3 separate regions of the Gossypium arboreum genome follow, and regions 1 and 2 are each linked to region 3. Evidence: chromatin contacts called from public Hi-C data. All regions are on one chromosome and are shown on one strand. The core of a region is the stretch at or near the end of the contact, and the rest is flanking DNA. Distances in the headings are between cores, read along the strand shown. Region 1 holds the start of LOC108451864 (nudix hydrolase 1). Region 2 holds the start of LOC108489389 (protein IQ-DOMAIN 29-like). Region 3 holds the start of LOC108464008.

Region 1 (3,180 bases), core at 230-2,729, 540 kb after region 3:
CAATCAACAACAATCAAAATGTAAGGGTTTGTGGAATACTTGGATTCAAGTGTAAGTACCGAGTATGTATCCCCACAAAATATGTTCATTTCTTTGTTTAGGTTTTATCATGTATTGAAATGATCTTTGAAGGGTTATATCGGAAACAGATACTTCTAAGAAAAATGAAGACTCGAAACATTTCCAACGGCTGGGAAAATGAGTTTCTGAAGCAAAGGTAACGAGGACATTTGCTTCATTACAGGAGGAGCAGAGTGAGAATTAGCATAAGTAGCTGATTCTGCCCATATAAAATAACAACTTAGCATCTCAGCATTCATGAAATTTACGAGGGGTTTTTAATTTTACTTTTTTTTGTCTGGTATCCAATAGTCATATTGTGTTTCGACTAAATTCAGAGTCAAGCCAAGTCAGACCACTAAATAGAGAGTAAAGCGCTCTCAGTATTATTTTCTTCGTCGACCATATTTGAATCCGAAATCTTGCTTAAAAATATCAAACTCCTTACAATTCCACCTAGCGGTACACCTTTCCCTTCAGAAAGAAGATCTACTTTTTCTTAATTAAAGGGAAGCTACTAGTTTGCATTTGTTAAATACATTAAAACTCCACTACCTTGCATATATCTTAAAATCCAGATAACAAGAACAAAAAATCCATGCAAATTTCACTCTTGAAATCACTTAGCTACATAATATAAACCATAAAAGTTCACCATCTAAGATTCATATTACAAACAACATTGGTCACTGAATACATCATGATGAAATTAAAATAACCCATGGATCAATTATACGCAAGCAATATGTAAGAATAGAAAACGTATTCATTCAGCGGCTGTCAAGTGGAGGGAAAGGGGTTGAAGCCACTTCGTACCATTTCGTCAAGCGTCGAAAACAAAGGTTGGGGCAGATTATCCCAGTCATACCAATCCCAGCCGTCGCATTTGTCTGGCTCCGGGTTTTGTGGAACTTGATTAGGGTCAGCCAGCACTGCACGGAGAAAGATGATGACGTAATGGCAGGGTTTGGATTTGTCCAGGAAGACTTTACTGGTCACTGTTAAGAAGTCTGCTTTCCCCATTACCAAGCCCGTCTCCTCCATCAGCTCTCTGGCTCCGCACTCTTCGAAGCTCTCACCTGCCAACAATTATTTTGCCCTTTTTTTTTTAATTAATGAAAGCGAAACAAGTAGAGATGTGAGTTGAGTGAGAGAGAGAGACGGACCAAACTCGAGGTGGCCGCCGGGGAGAGCAAAGGTGGATTCACCGATTGAGGCGCGGCGGCGACCCAGGAGGACCGATTTCCCCTTCAACACGAACAGCACAACACCTACTCGTGGCACGGGCTGTGTTTCCTCCATCTCGAATGACAGTTCAGTTGGTGGGTTCTCTGGACTAGTAATAAAGAGAAGGGAGACTGGGGGACAACGCAATTAGGCAGTCAAAGGTGGCGTATAATATATTATATTATCAAAATGTAAGGGAAAGTGCGCGGCCCAGTCATCTTTCTTTGTTGGTGGGCTGGTTTTAACTTGCTATTTTGACTTCTGTTTTTTGTCTTTGTCTATCTCTGTCGTCACTGATAACATTCTTCGTAGTTAGGATGCTATTGTGGAAGTTGCACCGGTTTAACTAAATAAATTATTAAAAATTTTAATAGATTCAGATTGATATCTCAATCGATCTAAATATGAAAACAATAATATGCAACTCTTTTTTTAGAAGAGAGATACGTTTATAATAACATACATACGGTGAGATTAAAATATGTAAAGAGATGAAATTTTTAAAAGTGTATTAAATTCATTTAAAATATTTTAATTGTATCTTCAAATATTAATATTGTATTAATTAACTATCTATTTAAGTATTAAATATTAGCTTGACTTATATATATATATATATATATATATATATATATATATATAATTTGACTGTTTTTAAACATGTTATTGTATTTTAAGGATTTAATTAAAATGTTTTTAAGTTTGATGAGCATTTTAGAATCTAGACCACGGTGTGGGGACATTGGTGTAATTAACCCTAATTTATATTAACAAACACAGCTCTATGTAAGTAAGAAACAATCCAATCCATTACTGAACTTAAATTTAATTTTCTTGTCTTGTTCCGAAACCCATGTTAAAAGATATCAAATAGGATTAAATGAAGGGGGATAAAAGGCCTGGTAAAGATCATCTACAAACTTACTTCCATTGTTGTTATATTAATGTTATAGTCATGGCTACAATTCATTTTCATAGCATCTGAGAGTAAATGATGAATGGCTAGAAAGGGCTGACATCATGAGCCAATTTCAACATGAACTCAGGTACAAGGCGTCTTCTTGGAGGCGCCACGGCATCTTTTGCAAGGGCTGCTTCATCTTCACCATGTATGATGGCAACAACATCTTCAAACATCTCATCTCTGCCGCCTCTCATGGGATCCTGATTATTTATTTTACATGTATGTTGGCAGAATATTTATACAACATTCACCCAAAATAAAACAAAACACAAAGCATGGTTACTTCTTCCATTACCTGAAGAAACAAATCTGTGTGAGTCTTTCCATCATACAATATGGATTCTGCTTTCCCTCCAACTCTTCGAAGCGTATCAGCAAAATTTTGACTGCAAGGAGAAGGAAAACTTGTTATAAGAAATCTGCATTTGAATCAGCTGTGACCTAGTCATTCAACAATCACTACATAGCAACATCATAACAATCTAGATGCAGAAGAAGAAAATGAAAAGTAGTATTGCTGTAATCTATGATGATTATCAAGGGCCTTATCCATGTATGCACATATAATTATTAACAACAAAGGAACAAACATTTAGAATTATGAATTGAGAGGACGAGATTTAAACCTGGCATCCGCAGGAATAGAATAATCTGCAGTGCCATGAAAAAGAATGACAGGAGGAAGGAGAGAAACAGCAGGCTTAACGTTTGAGTCCTGCACCAGAACTTCAGGAGAGAACTGATGCAAAGAATCTTCCCCTTCCATTATGCTGTATGAAAATGCAGGGACGATTTGAGGGAAACAAACACAGAATGGATCTAAACAAGATTTTCCTGAAACCAACTTACCTTAAAAAGATCGAACGGTATAAACCTCGAGTATGAAAGTGCTCTATGAGGTTAAAAAGATTGTACCTGTTGGGGAACAT
Region 2 (2,925 bases), core at 91-2,590, 590 kb before region 3:
GTTACCAAAATTACCAGTTGTGGCATCATTTCCATCCACTTTTGGAGATGGAATATTTGCCCCATCATTTGGCAATTGGGCAGGTATACCCTTCTCAGAGTCCACCACATTCCTAGCGCTATTCACTAGAATAGGTGCTGAAATTGATGGAGGATCCACTGATAGGTCAGACACAGTCACCTTGGAAGAAACCAAAACCTCACCTTTATTTGCAGATTTCTGAACATAATAATCAACAAAATTAGAAAATGCAACATTTCAAAAGCTATTTAATATTTGAAGATAATTAGTACTTCCTCACCAGCTTCTCTTTTCCTTTTGAGAAACTGGACTTTGAAGATTTCTTCCCAAGAAGTAAGGTCTTGATCCATTTTGCTGGAGATTTTCCCATCTCCGTTAGACCCAAAAATAATTAAAATTCCAAGTTTCTAAATCTGGAAATCTGCGAAAGTCATACGCAACCAAAACGTCGATATTTAGCATGTTAACATTAAACTTTTTCTTTTTTTTTTTTTTAAAGTAGACTTTTAAAAACAACCAAACGTTCTCAATATCCTAATACAGCTTGCAATTAATGGCAGTCAAAATGTTACTACACTACATAATCAATAGCTTGTTAGTTATAATAAGTTAACAAAAAAGACCAAAAAATAATTCAACAATAAAAAAAAATACACACACAAATTGATGACTGAAACTATTGAAGCTAGACAAGCAAACTAAAATAAAGAAAGTTTGAAATTTTACTTTTCAGTTTTCAGATTTTCTTCACAATCTCAACGGTAAAAAAGTAAAAGATACACGGCCAAAATCCACATCTACTTAAATAAACGAAAACTAATACAACTAAATCAAGAAGAAAAGAAGTAAAAGCAAGCGTGTCGGCAGAACTGGAAAAAGGTGAAAGAGAAGGAGAGGATCAAAAGCTTTCACCTGAAAAATGCAGCAAATTTGAAGTCCTTGTTCGCTACTAAGCTGCCATTACCAGAAGAAAAAACCAAGGAACAGTTAAACAGTGAGCATTCAGAGATCTGAAGAACGAATTTCGTACCGTGAAGGATTCCTCGAACAAGAGATTCCCGTGCAGTGTTTTTTTTTTTTTGGAGTGAATTTAAAACTAAATAAAAGCTAAGAAAGAGATGAAAACGGCCTTCAGAATTAAATGTGTAAAATGAATCACAAGAGAAGTAGGTGTGTAAGTATAATTAGGGTTAGTGACATCAATGGAACGGGGGAGAGGTATCTCTATCTTATTTTTTATACATTCGATGTTAGGGCAAAGAAGGCAAGATTATTTATTTAAATTACGAGGTGGAATGTTATTGGTTTATTGGATTAGAAGATAATATTTTGGTAATTGGTTGTCCAGAGGCAAGATTATCAAAAATAATATTTCATTAAATTGTTATGATATTTTCAGTCACATTTTTATAAAATTATGATATTTTATTTTTATCACGAATATTAATAACTAAATGTTTAAATAAATTTATATTTTATAATTAAAATAATTCATAAAAAAACACTTGTATCACCATATAATTTATAAATCATAATTATAAGGATAAATTATACTTACGTTTAGGGCTATAAATTAACGAGTTTGAACAAACGGACATTTATTCATGTTCGTTTGTCTATTTTTAAGCTTTTTCAGTATTCATTAAGAATTTCAAAATAAATTCAATGTTTATTTTTTTAGTTATTTGTATTCATGTTTGTTTGTTTAAGTTAAATGAACATTAAATAAACATGTTCATGAACATATAATTAAACATGTTTATAAATAATAAGAAAACAAACAAACAATAAATATATATCATTTTAGATATAAAATAGTCATGTAAATATTAATAATTGTATTATAAAAAAGCATACAAACTACAATATTTTATTGATTTATACTAATGAAACAATAAACAAGTTTAAATAATTTATTAAATAAGTATTAAACAAACATAAATAAACTTATTCATTAACATAAAAGAACTGGTCAAATTTTTTTGTTCAAATCACTTAATAAATAAGCTTCAAAATCTTGTTCATGTTCGTTTATTTCGCTTAACTAGTTTTTAATATTACGTACATTACACGTAAATATATATATTAGCATTTTAATTATTTAATAAAATATTTTTATTTCGTGATCATTATTAAAATAAATAATATTTATAAATAGAATACTTTCAAATTGTAATTCATACTATTGAAAGTGTATTTGTAGAATATTTAAAAGATGGGCATATTGTATATTTACACATTTTCTTCTTCAATCTTAATTTTTTAATTAATGAAAAATTTGTTTCCTATTTTATGTTTAGAATTTTATTTACATTAAAACTCAATTTTAAATTAATCTTTTCAAATAGAATCATCCTACTTAAATTCTGTATTCAATTATTAAATTATAATTTAAGCTTAATTTATTTCAACATTTTTTAATACTTAAACTATGAAGTTCATTATTAAATCTAAATTTTAAATTATAAAGTTAACTATTAAATCTAAATTATTGAATTATAAGTTAAGCTTTATGTCAACATTGTTTCTCTAATAGTAGTATAAGAAGTCTACAACCATTCAAATTTATTATCAACATTAATCAATAATGATTTTTTTAATGTAATTGTAAAAGTTGTTTCATTGTGAAAGTTATTTTGAAAATTTGCCACTTTATCATTGAACAAAATCAAAATCAGACGACAATCAACGTTTATAACTAAAAAAATTAACTTGATACATAAAACTATTAAGAATCACATAGAAATTTGGAACAAATTGAAATTATATTACAATATTAAAGTAAAAAATAAAAAATTAAATAAAACAACGTGCAACAATATAATAATTTAAGATAAATATGAAAGATATTTACACTAAACTAATAAACATATTTAGTAAATAATGATTAAAAAGAAATAAATG
Region 3 (3,042 bases), core at 32-2,531:
CATATGTATACCTATTGTTTGAACAATTTGGATCCATAAAATAGTTATACTCATGTTTATAATTTGATCCACGTGTTAAATTTGAGTTAGCATTTAATCTCTAAGCTAGCAAAAGGATTAGGGGCGAAGGCAAAAATAATAATAATAATAAATAGAGGAGATTAATAGAATTTTAAATTTTAGAGGAGTCAAAATATAATTTTTACCATTATATTAACTTATAATGGATAATTTTTAAAGGGATTTAAACACAATTTCACCTTTCTTTGGGGTAGGGGCAAGGCCCCTACTTGGTCCCTTGTATTTGCTCCTAAGAGAGACCTAATTGATTAGACACTAATACTTTTGTGGAAGTGGATGCTACAGCACATCCACTGTTGCATCCCTTAACTTTATGGTTTCATGGAGGTACATGTTGGAGGGAAGTAAGAAAAAATTATTATTAGGCGAAATTAAATTATAATTTTATAATAATAAAAATATAATTTTATCAATTCATTCAATTATAGAAAATAAATTAATAAAAGTAAATAGTTCAAGTTTACAAATTACTAATTTTTTTCAAAAACTAACAACGAGATTAACTTAGTAAAATCAATAGTAATATAAAATTCTCATTTCTTATAAAGTATAAACTTATAATTAAACCTAATATAAAAGTATGTTTGAATATTTCAATAAAACAGAATTTTCGAATCAAACGGATCAAATCAAGTCAGGCATAAATAATTTTTTCTTTTTTACTATATGAACTTGGCCGGACCCATTTTACTCCTTGAACCACTCTAATAAATAGTATGCAACTTATAATATCCACAAAATTGATGTTCATAAGGAATGTATTTAGGCTTCAATTTTTGTGGACGGTCTGATGACTTGGTCTTCCTTCAAGTATATATATACACATACATATACATATAAGAAGAAAGTAACTCTGAAACTTCTATTGAACATATTTTGCCCATTTTTGGGTCTAAAGATATTTCGAATAAACAATTATTTTGTGTCAAGTGAATTGATTTTTCATTTATTTCTTTTTAATTCATTATCTAATTCGAAATACTTGAAATATATTACTAACACTAATAAAAAAATCTACAAAAAAGTTAACCCGTAATGTTTAAATTTTTATATCTTGGATTTAAACTTTGGACAACGGATTGAAAGAACTCTTAATATGAATATTTATTAAAGGAGTCTCGTGGATTTGATTTAGACTAAAAGCTCAGCCCAAAACAAGTCCCAACACTGTATTATTTAATCTAGACGACGCAGTTTTACTTCCTCCTCAATCCTCATATAAAGGCAGTAGCGACTGGAAACGACGGCATTTCAAATATTCGGAACAAGACGAAACTTTATGTATGTATGAATGTATGTTTTATATCCGCTGTCAGCTAAGCAATCGTGAACTTTAAACTCAATACCCCAAAGCTTTTCTCAGTTTCAGCCATAACCACAGCCAAATTCTCTTTGGCAAGCTATCGAAAACACTGTCATGGCTATGCAAACCGGAGTAGGTTTGTCGAAGATCTTGATCTTAGCCGGCGCCGGTACCTTTCCAACTGAATTTCTTACTTCAATTCTTCTTTTTTATTTTTCTTACTGTTTTAATTTTGACTTCAACTTGCTAATTTCGCTTTCAGGTTATACGGGTACTGTCCTCCTGAAAAACGGTAAATTATCGGACATATTAGGCGAATTGCAGGTTAGTTTTGATTGTTTTGTTTGTTTTGATTTGCTAGTTTCTCCCTGCCCTATGATTCAAATATTTTTCCTTTGGATTTTGTGTTGATTGACTAGGTTTCAACTTTTCATTCTTTTTCGTCTACTAATTTTAGCTTTGAACTCCTTTTTTCCTGATTTGGCAGTCGCTGGTGAAGGGACTCGAAAAATCGGGGGAGCAAGCTGATGATTCAGATGCACTTCTAGCTCAGGTAAATGAGGAAATAGAGCTCAAAGTTTAAATCTTTTGGTTGTAATATTGATCTTTTTTTATTAATTTGTAGGTGCGTCGTTTGTCAACGGAGATCAGGCAACTGGCATCAGCACGGCAGATAACTGTTCTGAATGGGGATTCTGGCGGTATTTTCTTGATTATATTTGCTTAAATAGTAGTTCTTTTAGGCGCATATATGTGAAACCAGTTTATAATTGCATTAACGGGATTAGATGAAGCATTTTCTAAGTGGATTTGCTTTGGTTGTTTGCTTTTTTCTTGATTTGGCAGGTAAGTTAACCTCTCTTGTAGTACCAGCCGCAACATTGGGGGCATTGGGTTATGGTTACATGTGGTGGAAGGTATGCCATGATTTAATTGATTACTGATATGGTTTCTTTTTTACATAGTAGAATTAACTATCATTTTTATCCAAGATATATCCGCTGATGACTGCCCTGTTTGTCAATGTTTCTTTATTTATTAATATGGTTTCTATTCTGTGGCTACGTAGAATTAGTTATCTTGTCTTATACAAAATAAAATCCCCCAATGCTTGCCCTGTCACTTTTGATTATTTGCATCTGCATTATTCAACAAAATCGATACTTTTATATATTGATATTAACTTCTACAATTAGCTCTATTACTCTTCATTCATTCTGTCTGCTTTGTAATTTGACTAACATATTTTTTTTTCTTTCCTTTTCTAATTACTAGGGTATTTCGTTCTCTGATCTTTTCTGGGTCACAAAACGCAATATGGCGATGGCTGTGGAGAACTTAACAAAACATCTGGATTCTGTCTCAGATGCTCTCTCTGTAAGTTTATGCTCTCTACGTTGCATTTTCTATCATGTTTTAGGGTTAAATGCTTCACTGAAGCATTTTTCTGTAAAAATGTATTATTTGCCATGGAATTTATTTATTTTACTAAAAGAGGATTTGGCCAGTCAAAGTAATGGTGATTCATGTTAATGGAAAATTGCCTTTTAATTAATTCCATATACAGTGAGATCGAGTAGAAACCAAAGAACTTTGGTTATAGTCTTTCCAAAAGCAAAAGATTCCTTTTGTACTTACTCCTCCAGTGTGTATTCTTC

What was found. Hi-C and Micro-C count contacts between places; a contact is called where the count stands out from the background.
Region 1: a Hi-C map of leaf shows a contact between it and region 3, with 6 times the contacts expected there. The contact joins the promoter of LOC108451864 here to the promoter of LOC108464008 in region 3. A contact is called at or near these places in 2 of 5 Hi-C or Micro-C datasets (both in leaf).
Region 2: a contact with region 3 is called in a Hi-C map of leaf, with 4 times the contacts expected there. The contact joins the promoter of LOC108489389 here to the promoter of LOC108464008 in region 3. A contact is called at or near these places in 2 of 5 Hi-C or Micro-C datasets (both in leaf).

The regions. Positions count from the first base shown.
Region 1 is chr13:18,105,210-18,108,389 of ASM2569848v2, reverse strand. It overlaps LOC108451864 (nudix hydrolase 1), which reads right to left and starts at 1,479. Exons shown (of 2, transcript XM_017749557.2): 1 at 1,227-1,479; 2 at 666-1,139. The coding sequence starts at 1,362. The coding sequence ends at 841. LOC108489906 (probable isoprenylcysteine alpha-carbonyl methylesterase ICMEL1) reads right to left here. Exons shown (of 10, transcript XM_017794635.2): 8 at 3,101-3,166; 9 at 2,547-2,637; 10 at 2,075-2,451. The coding sequence ends at 2,290.
Region 2 is chr13:19,239,548-19,242,472 of ASM2569848v2, reverse strand. LOC108489389 (protein IQ-DOMAIN 29-like) reads right to left here and starts at 1,340. Exons shown (of 8, transcript XM_017793920.2): 1 at 1,052-1,340; 2 at 934-975; 3 at 302-442; 4 at 1-219. The coding sequence starts at 391.
Region 3 is chr13:18,649,604-18,652,645 of ASM2569848v2, reverse strand. LOC108464008 reads left to right here and starts at 1,281. Exons shown (of 13, transcript XM_017764059.2): 1 at 1,281-1,553; 2 at 1,647-1,708; 3 at 1,872-1,937; 4 at 2,010-2,085; 5 at 2,231-2,301; 6 at 2,660-2,761. The coding sequence starts at 1,499.